3 separate regions of the Gossypium hirsutum genome follow, and regions 2 and 3 are each linked to region 1. Evidence: chromatin contacts called from public Hi-C data. All regions are on one chromosome and are shown on one strand. Each heading gives the region's core, a stretch centred on a gene start, on an enhancer-like site or on the middle of the called end of the contact. The rest is flanking DNA. Distances are from core to core; before and after follow the strand shown.

What was found. Hi-C and Micro-C count contacts between places; a contact is called where the count stands out from the background.
Region 2: a Hi-C map of leaf shows a contact between it and region 1, with 2.9 times the contacts expected there. The contact joins the promoter of LOC107922441 here to the promoter of LOC107920887 in region 1. A contact is called at or near these places in 7 of 34 Hi-C or Micro-C datasets (callus, hypocotyl and leaf).
Region 3: a Hi-C map of leaf shows a contact between it and region 1, with 1.7 times the contacts expected there. The contact joins the promoter of LOC107921122 here to the promoter of LOC107920887 in region 1. A contact is called at or near these places in 3 of 34 Hi-C or Micro-C datasets (all in leaf).

What each region holds. Positions count from the first base shown.
Region 1 is chrD01:53,453,310-53,456,912 of Gossypium_hirsutum_v2.1, forward strand. LOC107920887 (probable signal peptidase complex subunit 1) reads left to right here and starts at 2,048. Exons shown (of 2, transcript XM_016850706.2): 1 at 2,048-2,206; 2 at 2,764-3,185. The coding sequence starts at 2,764. The coding sequence ends at 3,039. LOC107920995 (60S ribosomal protein L17-2) reads left to right here. Exons shown (of 7, transcript XM_041087421.1): 7 at 1-228.
Region 2 is chrD01:53,757,235-53,760,837 of Gossypium_hirsutum_v2.1, forward strand. LOC107922441 (proteasome subunit beta type-5) reads right to left here and starts at 1,639. Exons shown (of 8, transcript XM_016852482.2): 1 at 1,391-1,639; 2 at 1,085-1,215; 3 at 856-985; 4 at 525-631. The coding sequence starts at 1,198.
Region 3 is chrD01:53,734,695-53,738,297 of Gossypium_hirsutum_v2.1, forward strand. LOC107921122 reads left to right here and starts at 1,671. Exons shown (of 4, transcript XM_041087424.1): 1 at 1,671-1,914; 2 at 2,516-2,737. The coding sequence starts at 1,908.

The DNA.
Region 1 (3,603 bases), core at 798-3,297:
CGGTCAGCAAAAGATAAAGATTGAAATTTTAGTCGATGAAGGAAGTTGTATCTGGGAATTAATTTCTGTCTTACTCTTTGAGTAAGTAGTTTTGATGTTTATTCAAAGTAGAAAGAGTTGTTATGCCTTTTGAAACCTTGTTTAGTCAAATGTTATTGATCTGAGATTCATGTTGGAGATTTTTGTTTTAATCCATGATTTTATATGAAGTTATTTTGTTGAGGAAAATAATGAGTGTTCATTGCCATAAACCATAATTAGTTGAGCAAAAGGTGGTTGCTTACTTTTCTCAAGATTTAGCCATGGATTTCCTAAAGTTAGACAACTTTTTGTTGGCAATGAGTCTAAGATCAGCTTGGAAAAGATTGTTTTCTGTTAATTTTGGAACTCTTTTACTGGCTATTTGTTCCCCCCCCCCAAAAAAAAAGTAAATGAAAAAAATAAGATTTAGAATTTATGAATAAAAGAAATTTATAATCTTCTCCCTGAAAGGAAAGCCTAAATTTGACATTTAATGTATATTTACTATAGTTTAGTCGACAATTAGATTTGCTCATTTAAGTTCGCGAGATAGACTCTTCTTAAATAAAATATTGAGGTTTGCACTAGTTTTATGAAAATGGTCATTTAGATCATTTATGCACAAATTAATTTTCTTGCTTGTGGTATGATTTTGCTTTTACACCACAAATTCAAGGAAAGAAAATGGAAGGTTAAAATTTGAAGTTAGACCCGTACCTGTTGTGCAGATTTAGGTTTTTTCTTTTTTATTTTAATTTGTTCAAAATTGGTCTCTCTTTTTTTATTTACTCATTTCCAGTCCTTTTGTTAGGTTTATCTATTAATCTTATTAAAAAAAGGTAAAATCACAAATTTAGTTCCTTAATTTTTTCAGTTTTTTTCAATTTAGATTTTATTTTTTTATGCTTTAATTATAAAAAGAAAACCTTAACAAATTATCAGACTTTCTCAAATGTGTCAACAAATTAGAGATGTAAAAAGAAAACAACCAAAACTTGCTATTAATCATTTCTACAAGAATTTAAGTTGCAATTCTCATTTAAATATTATAAAAAATCATAAGAAATTTAGTGTTAATGATATTGTGATCAACCCATTTTTCACTAAATCTAAGTAACTTTGACGTATCTTAGAGATATAGCATATTTGTAACTGACAAGCTGGCGAAGCACTTGCCTCTCTAGGTCTTGGGGTATTTTATATCTTAGAGATAATAATATAGGATTTTGTTTTCTTGCTTGCCTTTACTTTGATTGGGCATGTCTTGTCTTCGTCACTTGGAAACTCAAATAAATTTTCGTGATTTATGCCAAATAGGTTGGCCATCATCTGAATCAAATATTATACACTTACTTGCTATTTTTTTTTGTTGACACATTTGAGAAATTTTACAAAAAAAAATTTAACTAGTCTGTTTTTAAATTTTTAATATCTTTTTAAATTTTTTTGTAATATTTATAAATAAAAAAAAGTTGGGTCACAAAAGTAATGGTTGAGGAATTAAATTTGTAATTATACCTAATTTTTAAATAATATTAACAGTAGCAAAAGAATCAATTTTTGAGTAAATAAAAGTAGGATTAAATCCGCATAAATCAATTATCATTACAGTTTAACCAAAAAAAAAGAAATGTTAAAATATTTCATAAGTCTTTATACTATTCCCAAATTTGGTATTTATTCTTTGTATTTCTAAGATTTTAATCTCTTTATCTTTTTAAATTTCAAAATTTAAGTCCAACTGTTAATATTATTAAATTTTTTTATTAAATTTATTGGTATCACATTGAAATTTAAAAAAAAACTCACTAGATAATAATATAACTAAAAAATAATATTATAATAAACCTGAATTAAATAAAATAATTATACCAATATTAACAATTAAATCTAGATTTTAAAATTTAAAAAATAAAAAACTAAAATCCTAAAAATAAAACTACAATAATTAAATTTCCACGTTATAGCATATTTTAACTTGGAATAAAACAGCATGGTTGCACCTAGTTTGGAACAGTTGATCCAACGGATATTGCTTTTCATCGTGTGGCCATGAAATATCGTCAGTTGTCGATATATATCAAAATCTGAAGTTTAATTCTTAACGTACCCTGCGCTAACGCTTGTTCTTGACTTCCACTTTCAGACATCTTCTCCCTCTCTTCGCTTCTGATTTCACTTTCAGGTAAGTTTTACTCCCTCTTTCACAGGTTAGAGCTTTACACTTTCTAATTGATTCAACCTCCCTTTTTCAATTTCTCTGATTCCTTTCATTTGCTCCTTGATCGAAATTTAAGATTTATGGAAGGGATTGGGCATTCGAGCATGATTTTAGGTTTATTTTCTCCGATACCAAACCAAGTCCTAATGTTTAACCTTTATGTTTTGATTATCAATTTCCTAATCTCTCTTTTCCTTTTACCCCCCTTCTGATCCCTAATCATTTACATCATCTTATAATCAACAATTCTTGCTAACCGAACAACATTCTAGGGCTTTGGTTTAGGGATCTTCGCTCCCAAGTCACAATAGGGTTTAATAAACAACGGGCTTGTAGGAGAACCGGTTTGGCGTTCCGGATCCATGATACCTGCAATAGTAGTGAAATTGGAAATAAAATGAGCTAAGATTAATGATGTCTTTTAGTTGTAGTCTGGTTAGTTAATTGGTTTTGGTATTTGTTTATGGTGTTAATACTTGGTCTTGGGCTTTATGTTGGTTTTGAATTGTTGTATTGGATAGATGGATTGGCAAGGGCAAAAGCTAGCAGAGCAGATAATGCAGGTGATGCTATTGGTATTTGCAGTGGTTTCATTTGGTGCTGGTTATGTGTTGGGATCATTTCAGATGATGATGCTCGTATATGCCGGAGGCGTGACCCTCACCGCATTGATTACTATTCCAAATTGGCCTTTCTTCAACCGCCACCCACTCAAGTGGTTGGATCCAAGCGAGGCCGAGAAGCATCCCAAGCCACAGGTAGCTGTGAGTTCAAAGAAGAAATCCTCCAAGAAGTAGGGTCATTTTGATTTCATCTTAGCATCATTAGAAAGTTGCTAGGGGTATGAATTGATGTTTTCTGCCTTCTTTCCATCTAGTCGGCTAGGTTTCTCAAAGTTTTTGAACTATAATAAACAATTAGTTGAAGAGAACCCCTTTATGCATCTCTTTATCTTCCTTCTTTTGCCTTGATCAATTAGTCGAAGAGAATCTTCATTTGCATCTATTCTCCTTCTCTTTCTTCTTGATGCTCCTGAGACATATTACATCATTGATTTGCTATCCAATGCCGGAAAGCCTCTGTTTAGCTGGCTGCAGAAGAGTGTATACCAAACAAGACTTGACAAATCCCTTTAGTGTCAAAGACTTGAGAGGCTAGTGGCAAGTGGGCGATCAAGTTCACATTCTCTTCCATGGAAAAAAAAGTTAGGAACCTTATCATTTACACCACAAAGTAAGAAAGCAATGAATTTTCTACTGGTTTTCATTCTTTGTTGCTCTTACAATTGGGTCAATTTCTAAGTGTAGGTTATCGTCATCATTAAGTTCATCTACTATTGACTGGTTAATCTTTTTGCGTGA
Region 2 (3,603 bases), core at 389-2,888, 300 kb after region 1:
AGAAAAAGGACCTAATATTAGAAATCTACATTCTCTTAGGTTAAGAGAGTCCAACCGCATGCATATCAATACCATGAAAATAACCTTGCCTAAGTAGAACATGGAAGGGTTAATCTGTATGTGTGAGTCACATTTGAAGGTGATATTGAAATTAGTTAGCTATTAGTAAGCTATGCTAAATATCAAATCATTTTTTCTATTCTTTTGTTCTCATATACGTGTTTTAGAAAAAGCAGGACATCTGTAGTTCGATTATAGAGCCAATTCAAAAAGTATATATCTGAAACCTTTGAGATCTCACTTTCTACATTGTATAACCCCATGGTTTATCATCAATGAAAACTGCAAGAGAATGCCAAAATGACCAATAGACTTTTTTTTCTCTACATTTCCTTGCATAGGACCCAATATGCAAAAATATACAGTATATATAACATACAATAACAATCCAACACAAAAAGAGGAGGAAAAAGTTTCCTGATGCTAATATCCCACTGACAAGAGGGCCACATTTGTCCCATTACCTTGATGCCTAAATTTCTGTGCCAAAACTGGCAGTCAGCAGCTCCTCCAGCCATTGTTCCAAGCATGTAAGGATTGATTTCAATAATTTTCTTCACTGATTGTGAAGCTGCCAAATTTTAGGATAGGAAAAGGAATACTAATCAACAATCACGATTCAATTTCTACCCCAACACAACAAAAAAGAAGAAACAAAAGATTGAAAAATTATAGATGTTTTTTTTATGACAAGGTTTAATCTACAATTACCACTAATAGACTATTTCCTAACCAACAAATTTCTGAAAAATAAAAACTAAGGCAAAATACACACAAAAAGTAAGAGAAACATACAGATATAGCCTCCCATGCTAGCTCTAGAATCAGCGGCAACCATGACCCCTTCCTTAAAGATGAAAGCTAGCGTGGTGGTACCCTTAGCAGGTTTTACCATCTGGATAGCTTCTTTTTGAAACCCATCAAACTGCAATACACCGATCACACATAAAATAAGCCCCAAACATCTCCCTTTACACGGGAAACTAATAATGTTGTACCAAATTAGCAGAAATTTTTAACTCACATCAGTAGTGTTTGGGAGATCGAACGACGGAGCAGCCGAAAACCCGTCAACAAGTTCACTGGGAGCACCCCAGACAGGAGCAGCCGATTCTAGTCCGCTGGTGTCAAGCTTCATGATTGGTTCTTTAATTTCTACAAAAGCGCAAGACTGAATCAGAAAATTTGATGCATTTGATGATAATTTCTCCCCCCCCCCCAACCCCCAAAAAAATCAAATTAAAGAACAATACCCTAAGTGAAGAAAATAAATGCTTTCAAAATATTAAAACCGCAAAAGCGAAAACAAAACTGAGGTTGAGAAGAGAACCTTTCCGATGATCCAGACAATAAAAAAAAAAAGGTGAAGTGAGAATGAGATGCAGCAAAGCAAAGCAAACTGAAATATAAGGAGGAAAAAGGGTTGATTTCTACTTTTTCTTCCTCAGTTTTCTTGTGCTACGGGAAACTGGGAAAATCTGCTTGTTTGGGTTGTCTCAGATTGGCCCAAGCTTTGATCCAAAACGGAGATGGGAGTATCGACTTTGTAAACCACACAATTATCCCAGTCCACAGAATCTCTTACAGTTAACAAGATCTATGGGCCAAAGAGCTAGTTTTATGAAATGGGTTGAGCCTTGTTTTTGATAACTTCCAATGCCCATTAAAGATTTCACAAAGATTTGTAACCCTCTAGGTTACAACTTTAACGGGGTAATTGCCCACACTTTAAATCACTAATCATATCAATCTTTTAATTTTAACAATAAATATCAAATTTATATATTTAACTTTAGTTCAATGTGTAATTTTGATACATAAATTTTTATTTTGTGCAATTATGCATATGAAACTTGATTTGCGGTTCATATGTATACATAAAACTTTGATTTTGATTCAATTGTACACATTTAAAGAAATGATTACATACATTTATTTTCATGTCAAATTAATATAATTATTTTGTATACAATATATCAACGTAAAATGGTGTTAATTCATTAATATTTTAATATTTTATAAAAACCTCTCAGTTTGCTATTATGTTCCAATATATTGTCTCAATTGATGTTTCAATAGATATCGAAACTTGGTAGATTAACAAGCGGATTAAAAAATAGTATAGCAAAACAATAAAGTGACACGCAATATTTGTTAACGCAATTTGAATAACAATCTTACTCAATAGAGCTAGATTTTAGTAAACAATGGATCTGGAATCGTAAAAGCTAAAGCTCAATCTACCATTATACAGTGAGGTAATTACAGCCCAACAAAGAACCTCAATTTACAATCACTCAACCCAAACAATCTCACTTACAAAGAAGGTTTACTCTCCAAAAAATGTCTAAAAACAAAGAACGCAATTAACGGTAAGCATTCGATCAAATTGAGTAAACAAATTTCAACTCCATATAAGTTATGGGTTTAGTCATTATACTTTAAATTGATAAGTTTTGTAACACCCTCTACCCAACCCGAATCATTGATTTTGGATATCGAATATTACGACATACAAACACTTAGCATAAATGTTTAAACAATCTGCATATGATCTTTTTTCAACATATCTCTTTTTGTATTATTAAATATTTTCTGAATAAAAGAAATAAAGAAGACATCCAAGAATACAACAGACTTTTAAAATAATGTAAGACATTACAACATAAAAGTTCATTAAAGACAGACTAATCTTGGCATACTATGCTATACGCCTTACTCCTAAGATATCCTCTGAATGCATAATAACCCAATTCACCGTTTCCTAGTTGGCACATTCCTGGCTTGTTCCCTCTTGGCGTACTTACTCTCGTAGCAATACCTGAAACAAGAACAAACACTTTGTAAGTTCACGCGAACTTAGTGAGTGAGTTGTTAGCACAAAATACCTTGGAACCTTTCTAGTTGAATTCCTCATCTTGTAAATTATGGGTCACATCTCTATCTTTGGCAAATACTTTCATAATATCTGATATATACCTATACGCCAACTACCATACTTAACGTACCAACTCTCACTTCACTTCTTGACTAACTCTAAATCTTATCAAACTATACATATCTTATTCTTTCATAGTACAACAAAGGTATCTCTTAGAAGTATATAAATACAAAACCTACCATTGACGAAATCCCCTTCAACTAAACATAGAATACTTTTCTCCAGAATGGATACTCACAAAAACTTCTCTTGATGGATAGAAAAACTAATAGATCTCTTAAGTTGAACTCCATACTGATCTTCTGGCTGATTCTCATACTGATTCTGGTAGTTATTAGATTACCAATCAAATCATATCTTGAATCAACCCAAAATCATAACTTTTGTTGATAATGAGACGTTATAAATCATTAGAACAATTTGATGTTGTTTACAATAGCCATGATTCTATTAGAATAATGCTTAACAGTCTTAGACTCCTTCACCTTCAGGTTCTCAAAATCCCTCCTTAAGTTGACAAGCTGCTGCTGCCTTGTCTTCTCTGTACCTTGAAACTCTTCCTTCAATTTATCCCAAGCTTACTTTGGAGTTTCGTAAGCCAT
Region 3 (3,603 bases), core at 421-2,920, 280 kb after region 1:
CTCTAGATGCTGGACCGGACACTGGCTTACTACTAACCTGTGCACGGAAACAACTGTACGTTGCGTATGGGTATACTCAGTGGTATTGCCATAATTCAAATTTATAACATTAATCGATAAATTATATACTTTCAATTTATGCCTACAATTATTCATTAATTGTCTCATACTTAAATCAACTTGATCATTAATATCAATAGACAATATTTCACTATCTATCAATAAGTAATATTTCACTATCTCAATTTCATTGGATTTTTCACATCTTATTCCAATAGTTCATTTCAATTCATATACAATTCATTCAATTTATCACTATATTCAATATCAATTCTATTGCAATTTGTACTCATTAATATCATATAACAAAAATTTACTCTTAATCAAATCATGAACTTTGGGTTCATGTCTTCAAATCTCATATCTTGATTCCCAATTCACATATCAATTCACAATTTCACTTTCTCATTTCTTTCCATAGCTCAATCAATCGCACTTATTCAAATTTTCTCATTTCAATTATTTACCCCTATTAACAAGACTCGGACCTTGGCAGATACACGGATCCAACCAAACACACCAGTAAGCACATTGTGCCTAAAAGGGTACATAGTACTTGATCAGTATACGACACATAAGAGCCTGAAACGACACACGAGGTGCCTGATACGACACACGAGGTGCCTGAAATACGACACATAAAGTGCCTGATATATGACGCATAAAGTTCCTGATCGGTAGATTCGATAAATCCCATACTCTTCTAAATCCTATGGCATGCCAACTATATCCGACTTATCCCGACTAGTTAATAGGGTTTCTGAATCACATTTCAATTCAATCACTTTCTCATACTTTCAATTCAAATCATTCCAATTTAATCACAATTTCAATTCAATACATTTTCCACTTTCCAATCAATATACCATCAAATGCTCATACATATTCATACTTCATTTCAATTTCATTTAATTCACAATTTCTTATGTTCACAATTCAAATCACTTTTTCAACCCAATATGCATTTCAAAACCACATTAATACAATTCAAATCAATTTTTCAATCCAATATGCATTTCAAAACCACATTAATTCTTTTAATTCAAATCATATCACTAGTAATTTCCATTCAATTCACATACAATTCAATATCATTTAATTCAATATCGATATTCACCTTATTTTTATTTACTAAACATATTGTTCAAAATTCAACAATTGCTATTAATAAATTCAATACCAATACGTATTTATCATTCAATTCAATCGTGATACTTACCTCAATTTTCTTATCATGTATATTAATTTAAATTTTAACAATTAATAATTAAATTCGAATTATCACCACAGCAAAACAGGTTTTTCGTTGCCTTTTTAGCGGCGTTTGGATAAAACACGCCGCTAAAAATGGAGCATTAGCGGCGCTATTTGGAAAACCTAAGCCTAACGGCGCCGTTTTCTGAGTTTTCAGGGATTTAGCGGCATTTTCTCAAAAGGTGCCGCTAATGCTCATGGTTTTAGCAGCGTTTTTGAAAAAAGTACCGCTAATGCTCGGGGTTTTAGCGGCGTTTTTATAAAAGCGCCACTAATTCTCGGGATTTTAGCGGTTTTTGAAAATGCGCCGCAAAAAACATTTTAAATTAAAATGTAGAGACTTCCTTTTAAATTTCAAAAGCGTATAGGGTACTGCATTCATTAAACCGTAAGTTCTTTTTTTTCAATTATTTGAGAAGTCTTTTCCCTTCCTTCTATCATCATCTTCCTGCTACCATCGTCCATCTCTCTTGCGGCTTCGCAAATCAATTTTTTTCTTTTTCTTCTCTTCTCATCTTAGTTTTCCCACACCGCCGTGTCTGCTATTTTTTCGGGATCTGACCCGTATCTTGTGTCGAAATCCCTATCGAATCATGTCAGGTACTGCATCCCAAATTGCTGAGTTCGGGAAACGAAGGATATATTATTCATCTCAACCTTATTGTATAAATTAACAATGAGTAGGTTTGCTAGTAGTCTTGCCGCTTCACTTTCAGTATCTCGTTCATGTACAAGTATCAATTTAGGGTTTGGAGGTGAAATTTTTAGATGACCTGATTATTTTGGTTTTCTTCTACTTAGCTATGTTTTTTGTGACTTTGGATAGCAATTTATCTTTTAAGTAGTGCTTTTTGTGCTCTTATTCAACTTTCATAGTAATAATTGCTCCTCCGTTTACGGTCTATTCTGATGGTTTTGTTTTTGAGAGTACTTTCACCGCTCTTTTTTCTCTGATATCTTACCATGACCCATGATTCTATTCAATTCTCTCTTTGTCTAGAAAAAGGGAAAAAAAAGTAATGGCATATTAGTTTTATTCCCTAAATTTGCTTGGCACTTTTACATTTTAAATTATCTATAACACATTATTGTTTTCTTCTTCCTATGGATACCATTACAGCTTGCAGTTGAATGTTTCTTTTAGGTATTTCTGCCTCCAATTCGCCTTCTGTTTATTGATTGAATTTTTTTAAGTTGTTAGGTTTGGACATTGGTGCTAGGGAGAAGCAAGGAAATCCTAAAGTTGATGATGGATTCAAGGTTGCAAAAGAAAAAATCACCTGCATTGCGGCATCTGTTGATGTGGATGAGGGGTTTGAATCTTCTGGAGTTGAAGAAACTAGGAGTCCTGTTACAAATGGTAGCCGAAGCCACACTAACAGACGCTATCATGATAAGACAGCTAGTGTAACAACTAACTCTGGTAAGCTTTTTATCTTTATTTTGTCTTTAATAAGCTTTTTTTAATTAAGAAACCGTTTTGTTCTTTTTAAATGTAAAACTTTTATAGTAAGGAGCAACATAACTAAATCACCATATGCTGATATTGAAAAGATTTATTGTTCCTATTCCCTTGGCTCCAATTTTTTTGGTTCAAAACTTAATGTCTAAGTGCATGCTTGAGTATTTGGAAATCAATCCTGTGAAATAGTTTCTAGTTAAGGTGGCATAGAAGCATATAGGCCAGGCATAATCTGTTCTTACAATTTATGATTGTTTTTTGGTTTCTCCTCTCCACAAACTGTCTAATGTATTTGGCAGAATGAGATGATATTATTTATGCCTATACATGCATTTCTCTCTGTGGATGGGTAACCTATATCTTTGATTTGAGGCATAGTATGATGACAGCATAACTTATTGCTGAAGTTATACAGCCACGTTGTTTGCATGCTGATGACCAATTTTGACATTTAAGATTTCAGAATTGAGATGGATTTCCAATTCACGCTTTCTTAACCTTGTGTCTATTGTTCGTCATTTCAGATGGTTTTACCTCAGATTTCGAGGTTTACAATTTGTTTTTGAGCACTGTAATTTGCATTTTTACTTTTGTCTGTTCGTGATCTCTACTACCTTTGAGAAATTTGATATGATTTTTCTTACCAAAGCATCAAATTATTCTGATCTTTCTCGGTTTCTCTAGTCGTTTGTAAATTGTATTCGAGCATTCCTTCCATCGTACTGATGTTCCTATAAGGTATATTTACTGATATGATTTTGAAAAAAAAAATCATAAAATCGTGTTTTCTTAAGCAACTAACATTGATTGAAGGGAAAGCTGGTTAG